2 separate regions of the Anser cygnoides genome follow, and region 1 is linked to region 2. A link is a contact called in public Hi-C data. All regions are on one chromosome and are shown on one strand. Each heading gives the region's core, a stretch centred on a gene start, on an enhancer-like site or on the middle of the called end of the contact. The rest is flanking DNA. Distances are from core to core; before and after follow the strand shown.

The links. Hi-C and Micro-C count contacts between places; a contact is called where the count stands out from the background.
Region 1: a Hi-C map of liver shows a contact between it and region 2, with 3 times the contacts expected there. The contact joins the promoter of SLC2A10 here to the promoter of ZMYND8 in region 2. A contact is called at or near these places in 3 of 7 Hi-C or Micro-C datasets (granulosa cells and liver).

What each region holds. Positions count from the first base shown.
Region 1 is chr16:10,164,402-10,171,000 of Taihu_goose_T2T_genome, forward strand. SLC2A10 (solute carrier family 2 member 10) reads right to left here and starts at 3,567. Exons shown (of 5, transcript XM_013189497.3): 1 at 3,403-3,567. The coding sequence starts at 3,472. TP53RK (TP53 regulating kinase) reads left to right here and starts at 4,404. Exons shown (of 3, transcript XM_013189088.3): 1 at 4,404-4,455. The coding sequence starts at 4,404.
Region 2 is chr16:9,905,755-9,912,394 of Taihu_goose_T2T_genome, forward strand. ZMYND8 (zinc finger MYND-type containing 8) reads left to right here and starts at 2,255. Exons shown (of 21, transcript XM_048072626.2): 1 at 2,255-2,413. The coding sequence starts at 2,400.

The sequences.
Region 1 (6,599 bases), core at 2,317-4,816, 260 kb after region 2:
GCAGCTTAGAAGCATCTGTAGGAAAAGAGCCATCCCTCGTCGCCTGTGAATTTCACAAGTCACTCACCGGGACCGAACTGCCCTGGCCCAGTCCTCTTCATTACAGCTCACTTTCCCTCCAGTTTCTCACCTGATTCCTCCTTCAAGCTCCGCACAATTCCAGGATGAAACAAGTGTCACTGCCCAGCGCTCTGCATGCAACGCCTTTTCCCCCTAACCAGTTTTCGAGAAGGCCCTGCTGTTTTCCAGGCTGTCCTCTTTCCATGTCAGTGGATACCCTACATTCACCCACAGAATCTGATGCTTTTGAACTTCATTTTTATTGTTGTGAAGCATTTATCACAGAAATACCAAGTTACTAAACAACCCTAGGATCCATGGGGGTGGCACTATACTTAAAGCTTACTGAACTATCAACTTCTTTTTTTTTCCAGTTCCCTATCTGAGCCCAGGAGAAGGGAGAAATGGTTGGCCAAGTCAGTAAGTTGTTAAAGATGTTGTCTCCTTTTTTTCCCCTAACTTAGTTTTACAGATCATTTATGAATGGCAATAACCAAGGCAGCAGTTTTCCCGTTAACATCTCCTCATCAGTAAAGCAGTATCCTATAGGTATGGCTTTATTTATTATGTGATTATGTGGCCAGAAAAACTCCCCCAGTATGTGCATTCCCTCTGAACTACAGCCCAGTAACAACTCCAGGCTCTAAAATCTCACTAAAAATAAAATCTTCAGACCTCAGGATTGCAAGGTAAGGAGCGGGAATGCAAAGCCTGCAGTGAGAGCTGATGAATGCCACATGCACTTCAACCTAAGCTGGAAATCTAAAGAAACTTTTTCTAAAATACTAATAATAAAAAAGCAGCATTAACTATTTCACTGCTGAGTACATTAGTGGGAGGTTGATGGCTGTTCTTCACAGCTGCAGGCAGGAACAAATATTGGGATGAAGCAGCAGGGCAGTTACTTTTTGTCAAAGTTTGCAAAGGTGGGGATGGGGATTTAAATTATATTTCTATTGTCTAAGAGACAGCAGAGAGTAAGTGCCTTGCTGACGGGACCACAGCCCTCAGTTCCTGGGGGGCCCTGCCTGGCCTCTAACTGCTGTGTCTACCTTGAGTCTGAGCGAGAGAATTTGGACTGCTTTGATGGAGACAAGACAGAAACCAGAAACAGTACGTAAAAAAAAAAATCTGACTTACAGGAAATAAGGATGAACGAACAATGTCATTAAAAATGCTGCTCGCAAAAGTTTATTCCTCCTAGTTAATCCTGCACTCTTGGCATTACTTTGTGGGAATGACCCTGATTTCTTCACCTCTCCTTCACTACCTCTCGGTGCCCAGGATCACCAAGCCAGGCAAACCTTCTCGGGCTGATCTAGCTCTGCAGCACGAACTTCCTGAGCTGAAAACCTCCCTGTTGCCTGCCCCAAATACAAGAAGTGATTCTTTGACCTTGCCTTTCTCATACAGCTGAGCATGCAAGTTTAGTAAGTATTTAAGCTTACTTAAAATAAGAAAAAACAACAGCAAAAGCAAAGCAAACCAAACCCAAACCAACCAACCCGCCCCAACCAACCCTACAAAAACAAGGTGCTTGCTGCACACGCTTCTCGCCCTGGGGAGAGGATGAAAGGGCGAACATGTGCGAGCCATGAGTCACGTCACTCAACGTGGCAGGGGGGAGCGCACGCAGCGTGACAGCCCCCACTGCGTGGGGACCTCAGGGGAACAGCAGTGACAGTGACCTGCCTCCCCCAGTCCCAATTCGAAAGGCACAGGTAATGTGCATTAGTTTGCAGGTATCTGCTGTAATACACTGGTTTCCAGCACATAATGCTATCTGTATTCTCACATTGGCTTTGTTTAATTAGAAATACTCACAGCTTCATACTCCCAGCCTCAGTAGACCGTATGTGGAAAGAATGAGGGCACAACCACCAGACCATGGAAAACTTTTCTCACCCTGCCTACGGGGTTTTTTCCCCTCACAAGCTGTGTTTAATAGTAAGCGTCTCTATTCAGCCTATAATCACAGCTAGCACTAAAGGTTATATCTGGGAGATAGCTATGTTTATATTTGTATTTATTCTGTATCCCTCTTTCCCTTGTGCTACTTGTGCCACACCGGCTACAAGCCGACCCCTCGCGCCACGCTGTGTGACTACCTGCACCGTTTTTATCATTCCTTGTACACATGTTACGCAGATAATTAGAAAAAATATTTGCTCACTGAGAACAAAAGTCTTTGCACAAAGTGGGCAAGCCATTAGCTTCAAGCCACCAAGTCGGTTCGATACAGGCAGCCCTGCTGTGAATGCCGCAGCTGATTCGATCAGATTTTGCAGTTTTCCTTGTTAACTTAGTGGGCAGCAATAGTTCACGAACTCTGCTTGGGATCCGGCTCGGTACAGAGTCTGTTCTGGAGCTGCCGGGGTACCGGGGACCTTTCAGAGCTCATCAGGACAGCAAATCCGGTGGGTCTCAAGGGGAGCTGCGCCAGGAGATCCCCCGCCCGTGGCAAAACCTGGGGAAGGGGCTGTGGTCCAGGACGGTGCTGGCGGCTGCCCCCAGCCCTGTGTGCCTTCCCTCGCCCCACTCATGCTCTTGGCCCTGCCTTAGGGGCCGAGCCGCAGGAAATTACTGCTGTTTTGCTGCTGGAAGCGCTAAAAAAAAAGAAAAGAAAAAATAAAAGAAAAAACAAAAAAGAAAAGCTGGGCGGGGGAAGGAAAGAGGGAGGGAAGGAGGCAGAGAGATGCAGCCGGAGCCTTCAGGAAAAGTGGCCAAGTTGCCAACTTCTCTCCGCCGCTCGCAGGGGGGCTGCCTGCCTGCCTGCCGCCCCCTCCCCGGCCCCGCCCGACCCCCCCGAGCCACTCACCCATGGCAGCCCCGGGGCGCTCCGCAGCGGGGTCCGGCGGCGGCCGGAGCGGGGCCGTGCAGCGCCACGTCGCTCCTCGTCCTGCCTCCCGGGCCGGGCAGCCTGGGGCTTGTAGTCACCCTGCCCGCCCCCTGGGGGGGTCCCCGACCGGGAGAAGGGGGTGGGAGGGACGGGGGGGGGGGGTATGGGGCGGCGGTACTCGCTCGCCCCGCGGTCCCCGGTCGGGGAAAGGAGCGGCTGGGGGCGCTTCGGGGGGGTGCTGGACGGCGGGGCACAGCGCTCCGGCTCCGTCCCGGGGGGGGTCGGTGGGGTCCGGAGCAGGACCCGACCGTGCCCGGCCCCCGCAGGCTCGCCCCGATGCTCGGCTTTGCTCCTGCGGAGTGGAAAGGCTCCGGACAGCCCGCAGGAGGTGGGCTGGAAAAGGTTTTCGGAGGCTCAGCTGGAAAGGCGAGGAAAGGCTGCTAGGGGAGGAGGGAGCGTTTCAGAGCTGGGACAGGGCAGCAGGGCTGAGCGGGGACTCTTACCTCGCTCTTCGCTTGGAGACAAGGGGTCGGGCTCTCGGGCTTGTCTCCTTGCACCAGCACAGTGCTCCATGAGGCAACGTGCCTCCGTGTCCAGCTTGCCGTGCAATTAACATTCTTGTTCTGCGCAGTGGGACAGAAACCTTCCTGCTGCCTACTGCATAAAAGCCACTGGGACTTGAACTTGGATTCAAGATTTTTATTTATTTATTTATTTATTCTGAATCTGAGGCTAAATTCATGTATCTCAAATTCGAGTTTGTAAAAGCACTTTGCAAAACTTGATATAGTTAGAAGTGTTTTTAAAACTTTAACACAATGCAAACGTTGTCTCTCGGTGCTGTTCATGCAAACTGCTGTTGCTGGACATGCTGCGATGTGGTGAAGTGCGTGTGTGTGTTGAGAAGTGTGTGCGATGCTCAGAAGTTTGCTGTCACCCAGCTAGCGCAGGGACCAGAGCAGGGACAACGTGTCACAGGCTTTGGGGTGGGTTGCACAGCCTTCCCAGGGTCATGCCACACAGACTGCAGCCAAAGGATACACGGAAATGACCATAAGCCTGCGTTGTGGACTGGTGTGTGACTGCAGGAAGTATCTCATTTAATGATGTGGCTGTGACACGGCTAACACACTGTGGAGCCTGTGCTGGTAAAGCTTTTTTGTATTGGGATTGGGACCCAGTCCTGGATAGGGCTGGGGACGGTCTGCGTCAGCGGCCATTGCACCTGTGGCTGCAGAGCAGGCACAGACCTCTGACACAGACAAAAGTAAACAGGTTGGGTAAGGAAGGCAAAACACGTGATGTCTTTTAAAAGAGCTTTTCAGTGGTCATTCCACATGTTAATGAGGAATTTAGAAAAATATTTAAGGAATCCTTGTTCTTCTATGTAGGGGGATGCATGCCATGTCTCCGTTCTGGGACCAGTTGTTCTAATTCTTTACTGTCTTTTATTTATCTACTTTTTTTTCTCCAGTTCATTGCTTTGGGATGCCTTAGGTGGGCAATGCTGGATCATGTATGTCCTTTCATCCTGTCTGTTGGATATGAGGCGTGCAGTATGGGCAGCAGCTGATCAAAGGTTTTGTTCTTGCTTCTTCTCAAAGTCATAGTGAATATTAAAAGTGTTTCAAAACATCTGATTTATAAATTAAGTAAATGCTTCCCACTCATACACTGTAATTTCAATAGAAACACAATATGCAACAATACCTCTTCTGAAACCGTGTGTCTCATACAAACTGACACCTGCACAGGGATCATACGCGCGGTGGAGATTGGCTTCAAACACGGCCAGCCAACAGAACCCGATGGTGTTCAAAGAAGGAGCTTTTCAATAGGATTTGTAATTCATATTAAAGTAGATTAAATAGCTCTGAAGTCATTACTAGCTCTCATGACACTCAGAGGGAGACTTGCAATTTTCTCTCTTCCCCAAGAACCTGCATATGAGGCCAGCTTATGGCGAGCAGACATTACAGCTCTGTGTCTTGGCTCATGTTCCAGGTTTGGGGAACACATGGGAACTCTGGGAATGCAGCATGATCTTGCCCGTGATCTCTGCCCCCCACAGCCCCTCCCTGGAGCAGAAGCCCAGACATTTGGGGTGCGCTGTGCTAGGAAGTGGAGGAGATGTCACCCCATTGCACCAGGCAGAGAGCCAGGGGAGCAGCAGTCCTCGGCAGAGTAAACGCGTCCTAGCTCCATGATCTACAACTTGCCCAAACAATTCCTGCACATTTTACTACACTCCTTTTTGAATGAATTCAGCATGAGAAGGAAGAAATTATATTTTCTCCATGGTCACTCAGCATTTGTTTATCCGCCAGCATAAAGCCACCCCTGACATTTTCTGGAGGCTTCCTGTTCTCTGGCAGGGTAATAAACATTATTAGCAAAGACAGCAGGGAGGCAAGGTCCTGGGGAGTACAGCAGAGCTTTATGGTATGTTTGCAAAAGGCGGCCAAAAAGATTACATCAATATGTGCAGAAATACAGCTGCAGCATCGGCACCGTGCGTGGCTGTGGGTTACAGTCCTCTGAAACCACACCACAAAAAACTGCTGTGATGTACAGCAGGGATAACTTTGGGGAAAAAAAAAATCTTCCTTTGTGGGTTTTAAAGTGCCATACATCTTTCTTATTGTATCGTTTGTAGTTAACGGGCACTGGGGGCCTGCTCAAGTCTGTAGCTGTGGTCTTTGAGTCCTTGAGCTGTGCATGAGAGGGGCTGGGAAGGGCTGGATCCACTGGGACGGGCTGTGCCCGTGGCCATGCAGCAGCTCACACCTCGTGTCTGCTGGTGTGTTTCTAGCCTCGCTCTCTCCTGAGATGCTCTCCTCCTCGTCTCGAGGTTGCGTGTTTTGGCAGTGCCATTTCTCCATCTGATCCTTATCGCTCTCTTGGCTGCTGGATGTCAGAGCAGCGAGGGCGCATTCCAGCTTCACAGTGAATAGCAACACGCCCTGAGCCGCAAGTATGCGCTGCCTGACGTGCTCGGCGTTGGCAATGGCAATAGCAGCCCGCCCTGGGTGACACAGCCACATGTCCGCAGCCAGCTCTGTGTGGCAGTGATGGTAGCTGGTGCCACAGGGCTGGAGCAGCTGAGACAGCCTGTACAATCACAAGGGAAAATACCAATAGAAGAGGAGAGAGAAGCCCATCCTGAAAGAGGAGGATGTTCAGCGACACTTGTCACATACTCAAGCACATTTTCTCTAATTATAATTGACCCTTAAGAAGGGATTAAAGAGACCACATTGAAGAAGTTCAGTACAATTATTGAAAAAGATAATGTCCTTGAACAGGCTTAGAGTTGGCTGGGACGGAGCTAGCTTGCCAGGCACTTGAATTTATTGTGTGCTTGTTTGCAGCCCAGAGAGCTTTCTCATTATTACGCTAGGTTGCACATATTTTTCTTTTAATGTTATCCTATCTGCATCCTAAAGTCAACAAATAGAAGGATGCTTCCACCGCTTCTGCCTCCTGTTCTCTGCAGCCATCGCTAACAGGGTACAGACTCTGCTCTGCTTTGCCTTGCAGAGGACGTGGCAGTGGTTTAACTGCTCGCACGTTATCAGGGCAGGCTGCAGCACAGGCACGGGGCAGGCTTGGGCTCAGCAGCTCATGCAGCTCAGCATAGGAACAGCAGAGACTTTTACATGTAGATACTTACAATGAATACCTAAGAATATATTGCAGC
Region 2 (6,640 bases), core at 1,005-3,504:
AATATTGAAGTAGAGCAGTCAATTAATGAGCCGATAATCCTCTTACTTAGATATGCTTCATGGATCAAAATTTGGATATTTGTGTGTTGGGGGCTGGTATCTCTGAGTGGCATAGGGCTTTAGGTATGCAATAAGAAAAGAAACTGATCTTGAATGATTTAAACTGTTAAAACTGATGCAAGTGTTCATTTGAATGTCATGCATTTCCAGTGCTGTCTTGCTGCTGCAGTGGGCTGTATGACTCCCTTTATAGCAGCACTCTAGTTTCTGCTACATTCTTAAAACAGAACAAACTGCCAGTGTAATCCATGAGCCTTCCTGCTCCCTGCCCTGAAAAACATTGCCAAAGCTAAAAAGGGAAAATGCTTCCAGCAGGGACTCCAGAATTACTTACGAGATGAGAATTTATACTCTGGGCTGTTAATCCACTGTTGCGGCCTAAAACACAGGAACACAAAAAAATGTAAGCATGGTGATAGGATGGTTTGGCAGTTTTCCTTTGACAATGATATCTCAAGAAACAATCTGAATTCAGTATGGGACAATGCAGAGTAGCAGTATTAATTTTACTGAGTAGCATAGGTATGAGTCATGTCGGCTCACAAGCAAAGAGGTTTGTATGGTGAAGTAGTTATATTGTGAAAGATACTGGTTGGAGCTAAGGGGGGGCATAAGCCTTATTTGTGGTGATTGTTTTCGGCATAATTTGCACTTGGGTAAAGCTAGTGAAGTGCATATATTCTGTTTGTCACTGGTCTTGATTTATGGGAGAGGGTTTTCTATAATCATTTTTGCACAATTCTAAATCTGTTGGCATGACGTTTATTTTGCTTTTGTTATTTCAGCTTGTTTGATAATTATTGTTTTAATATTGAATTTCTCTCTCTACTACTCCATTAGTTTTTCTTTTTGTATAAATAATCCTTTGATAATATGCAGTGTGTGTCAGAATCACCTTTTCGTCTACAATTTCCATTATAATTTGTTCATGGCTATAGAATGCCAATACCTAACTACCTAATACAGACGCAAAATTCTGAACAGAATGTAATGCCTTGGTGGGGCATTTCTAAAGATTTGACCTTTGGAATACTCATATGGAGTCGACACTTTCTTCCTTCCTGGCACAGCGATAAATCCTCCCACTTTCACTGCATTAGGAAAGAGAACTGAATCACAGAATTTTAGGGAAAGGAATTAATGCATTTTTGAATAAAATGTTTGGGAATTGGCTCGAGATCAAATGGATCACTTCCACGCTGTTTTCTCATTTTGTTTCATTTGCAGAATTTCAGTAGAAGATAAAAGGTAAAGCAAAAAAAAAAAAAAAAAAAAAAGCTGGACAGCTATATTAACATTTTTGTGAAAGCAGACCGACAGTGTGCCACATAAAGAATTCTACTTCTTTTTAGGGCCTGCCTTATATCTTAAAAAGTACCAAGTCCTACAGGGTTAATAGACAGGAAACTGCAGCTGCAGCGGACTCATACGGAAGTCAGATTTTTGTTGAACAGCCAGCCCTAGCAGGCCGAAAGGTGGGGGCCGCGGGGGGGGGGGGGGCGGGAATTTGAGAGTACAGTATCTGGTGTGATACTGATATTTTGGGCTGTTCTCTGCAGCATTTTTTATAAATGGGGAAGGCACGCAACGAATGCCAACAACCCTCTTTGAGAATGCAATTTCTTTTGTATCTTAGTTTCTGTAGAAATCAGCCGTCAGGTTTTTCCCATGCAGGGCTTGGCGTGCAGTATGTAAAACACTCGCACTGTCAGCGTGTGCTTGCTCCTGTGGGTGTTGGTGTGCAGGAGGATTCTCCCCGAATTTCCACATTTTGATTTCCGTCCCTCCTGTGCACGTTCACTTCCAGTACGTTTTGTCCTCTTGTGGCCTCGCTTTCCCTGTGCAACACGTTGCGGGCCACCAGATAAGTGAATTTAGCGTTTTGTTTGGAATGAGTAGCTTTTGTGACCTGGGTGAACTCTTCCTTCCTCAGGTTTAAAATATCCAGCTGCCTTCAGCAGCGGCGTGCTGGGGCACGCTTGCTCAGGCAGGCAGTTGGTGATCACTTCCCTCGGCCTGAAAATCTGTGTGTTTTATAGGGGAGGTGGATATTTGGGGGCCCTTCCCAAGTTTCTTTTGCTGCCACGGGCCTAGCTTAGCCTGTCTCCTCTCTGCACAGGATGGCTCCTGCTTGCCAGAGCTGCACAAAGATAATCGCTCAGGAAGTGTTTCAGCCAATCCCCTGAAGCTTTACATTCAGATTTAGCAAAGTAGCCAATCCAGGATTAGCTTTTATTGGGAAGACAGATCATCAAGCTGAAGTGCCAAGCCCTTTCTGTCTGAGTACTGAGAGCCTGTCCTCCATGTTTTATAAGTATTGACATAACACTGTGTTAACAATGCATCCACAGAGGTAAGCCTTACTTTTTACATTTTTTTTTCTCTAAGACCTATGAGTTGTGGGTTGAGAGTGTGATTCTCTGTGATTTGTTGTGCAAAACTCACACCACAGCACTTTATTAAGTTGAAACTGTTTAAATTTGCTTTCTTGGGTCACATGGTTAGTAGCCATTAGCCACAGCTTTATTTTGCAGACTGGCAAAACCTTGGCATACCTACTTCTGCACAGGAGGATGGTGTTTTTAGAATTTAACAAGATCCTGGTATTCCAAAGAAGCTTTCTCTCTCTGAGCAGTTTGCCAGCACTATTGTCTGTTGTGTCACATGCCTGCTGAAGAGAAAATGGAAGCTAGGGAGCAGATGCATTTAACTGCCCTACAGGGAGTCAAGCAGGGATAATGGCAGACAGAAGAACAGGCAAGTTTACCTTTCTAAACAGTGAATGGAATAGCTAAGATAAGTTATCTATGAAAAAATACGGGATTTTTAAAAACCTAGACATCAGCAAAAAGTGCTAATGGCAGATTGTAGATATTGGGCCTAGGTGGTGGTGTGCTGTTGCATCATGTTTTTTATGCAGCTTATCTTAACTTAAAACGATTATTGAACTCTTTTTCTTGCAGGAATAATTAATACAATGTGTTTCTCTTTCTGAGAGACACTGTATGGTTAATATTTTGTTCCTTTAAAAGGGAGTTTTTATGCTGCAGATTTTGGAAATGGGTTGCTGCTCAATAAAATGCAGCAGTACATCAGTTTACAAATCTGATTCTTTATGGAAAATGCTTTTGAACTGTTAGCTTTCTTCTTTTACATAGTTTGAATAAACTAATGTACCTTTTATCTGTGCCTTTTTGTTTTACACTGTATCAGCCACAGTTCTGTTGTGGAGTCCAGAGGATATAAAATCATCTGTGGTTCATGACAGTAGTACATGTTGTTCGTTCTTGTTTTTTTGTCTTTTTTTTAACTTTTGGTTTAATGCTACGTAATTATTTCAAGAAATTCCTTTTTGATCAATTCCCAAATCTGCCAGCCTGTTGTATCTTCTTAACTGGAAAAATGAGATGGGTGCTTGAACAGTTGGTAAGTAAGCAGCATGCTACTCTGAACATTTTTAATAGTTTTCCAAACATTTTGCTTTTACTGGGTCAGTTAGTCCAGCAGATGAAGTGATTTTAGTGGTTAGCCATATAAAAAATCCGATTTGTTTAGCGTCCATTTTAAGGGACTTGTACGTGTAAACTGTTCCAATTTGAATGCACGTTTTTTTTGATAATTTGCTTCTAAAGTTTGAAGCTTATACTTCCTGTTTACCTCAGGCCAGTGAAAAATATTCTACTTGCTATTTGTTCGTAGATCCTTAATTACCATGTTTGTAGGGTAAAGCGCAGTTTGGTTGTTCGTTAGGTTTGTAAGGTGTGATGAAAGCGCTAGTACTCAGCAATGAAATGACCTTACAAAGTAAAGTAAATAGTACTTAATGGACGTATGTTTTTGATAGTATACAAAGCATAATCTCAGATAAGCTTGCTTGATTCATAACTGATTTAGAACATTTTGTGCCCTTTATTAAGCTTTTAATCGTAACCTTTTCATGCATGTTTTAACAAGTAGGTTTTCAGTGATCACAAAAAACATTACAAAAGCAGAGGAAAGATGCTGTTTTGTGCTTTAATGTAATTTTTGCTCTGTTTTTTGGCAGTTCACACACTTTCATGATTTTAGGAAAGAACTTAGAGCTCAGGTAGCTTTGAAAATGACTGCACCTAGGTACACTTGCATGTTAACTTCAATAGAAGGTTACCAAGATAACATGGTGTAACATGGGCATTTACCTCTGCTTAGTTGTTTGCCTGTATGTTACTCTGAGTACCTCACTTTGCATACCCCCCCCAACAAAAAAAAAAATTACATTGTAAGAATCTCTAGTTCAATTTGCAACCTAAAACACTGCTGTGTTGTACCTCTGAGTTTCATGTGATAGCAGTTTTGTATGCAATTTTAATGCAGTTTTCAGCATACATAAAGGTGCTAACACAGCTAAGAAGTTATTCTGTTCTTCGTTCTTCAATTGCTAAAAACAGAAATTACATTTGGACATAATTTTCCTAGCACTAGTTTATACACATTAGCAGTTTACTTTCAGTCTTAAAAATTGCACAACATAATATTTGTTTAATGTGAGGAAGCAGGAGTAAGTGATCTGCAATCAAAAAGCTTGTATTAAAATGGCTCCCACAGGTTTTGTTAAACTAGGATCTGTTTCAAATCTGCACCTCCAGACACATTGCTGACAGTGAAGCATATTTGTGTAAGCTGCCCTTGTACATGAAATGAAACATAGCATCGTGAGTCTGTTAAGGTTCACTATTTTTAATCACTCAAATATAATTCTTTTATAGTTCACAAAAAATAAATGTCTGCATTGCAGCAAGATGTCTGAGGCAAGGTAGAGACAGCAGTGTTGTTTTACAGATCAGCCCAATCGCGCTGCTCCATGGAGTACTCGAGCCAATAGAAGCAGAGGGTAGGTTAAAGATTGACAATTGCAGTGGCAAGACTGAGAAAGGCCTTCTGGAAATTTCTACCATCTTTGTTCCACCTAAGTAAAGCAAATTCAGCCAAGCTGAAGAATTTCATGTATTTTTGGTGCTTTGTCAAGGTACGATGTTATCACTCACTTTCATAGATTGCATAATAAGAAGCACTCTGCAGATTTTCTGCTGTTCAGGACAGATGGAATATAGGGTTTTGTTAAAGTGATAGTCACGGGGGAAAAGCACATATTCTTTCTGCCCAAGGTTTTATAGGACTGGATCTTGTGAATTTCACAGTTAGATAGAACATATATGAAACAATGTAGCTGAGTTTTTTTCAGCTTGTAGTAAATGGCCATTATTCTAATGTAACTAGCAGTTAATCGTATAATTGCACTTTAAGTTTTCTGGCTACTAACGAGTAATTTGTATTGTCCAGGATGAGTATGATTAGGCATTATTATTTAGTGCCAGCATCCAGTTACTTTTATAATTAGTTGGACAAAGAATGCAGTGGGGGAAAAACAAAGGAGTGATCTGGATTATAAGCTATGATGAAAACAGTAGCTTTTTAAAAGCTACATGCCTCCCTTATTCTTCCCAGGCAAGCTGTTTTAGTTGGAAGCTAAATAGTACTAGGGAAAAATGAATGATTTCTTTAAACAAATGACACTACTTAACATACTGAGAATGAAAAAAGTGTAGAGTATAAACCACTCCAAATGTGATGTTTTTCCCTCTCTCTTCAGGCAGGAATATTGAAATGTAGGGGAAAACCTACAGTGATACTAGAGAGGCACGTACTAAAAGGGACTTCATGCTCAAAAATCAAAAATAGATTGAGCTATAAATTTACCTCTTCATATCAGTGTTCACAAACTTCAGTTGGCTCTTCTTTCTGAGCTGTCTCCCATTTTGTGATATCACTTTTGCTTTTTTGTTGTTTTTGTTGGTTTTGGCTTTTCTTGATTTTGTTTTTGCTTTGTTTTCAAGTGTATTGGTCATGTAGATCCAGTAGCTGAAAAGTGATCGGTGATGGTCAGTTTTGCATAGTAATGGTACCACTTCAGCACGGTTGGATATGGGGTGGTAAATCTCTGTGAAAGTGCTCTTCTTTGTCTGGAATTCAGGATATTGATTTGAATCCTGTAAATATCATAAAAGTTGAACATAACCTTTGCCCGTGTAGAATGTCGTATTATTCACTAAGACATCAATTTTGAAATTTTGTTATTTGTGGATCCCTAACATTTTCCCATGAGCATATGAATCCCAATATAATTAATTTAAGCCTAATAGAATAGGTTTGATTTACCTATTTTCTGCAATAGTTTTGGAAAGTACTACACAGGCTTTGAGGGGTCTGCAAACCACAGGCTGAAAACCATTGTAGTAGGCCACATAGCTTGGCCCTTTAATTGTCTTTAGGAAGTATTTTTTTAATACTTTTTTTTTTTAAACAAGTGTATCCCATATCCATGGGTTAAAGTCTAATTTAGAAATTGCTACATAGAAATGGAAATTTATTTATTTCATAGCTGTTTGTCATCCTTCTATTAACCCTTTACTGGTAGTTGTTGTGCCATCTGTTTAATACTGAGAGATTAAAATTATGTTGTAGCGGGATGTTAACATCCTTAATGTAGCCAGTATAGACCTTTGTTTTCAAACATGATTGTTCTCAAATTATGGTTTTGGCT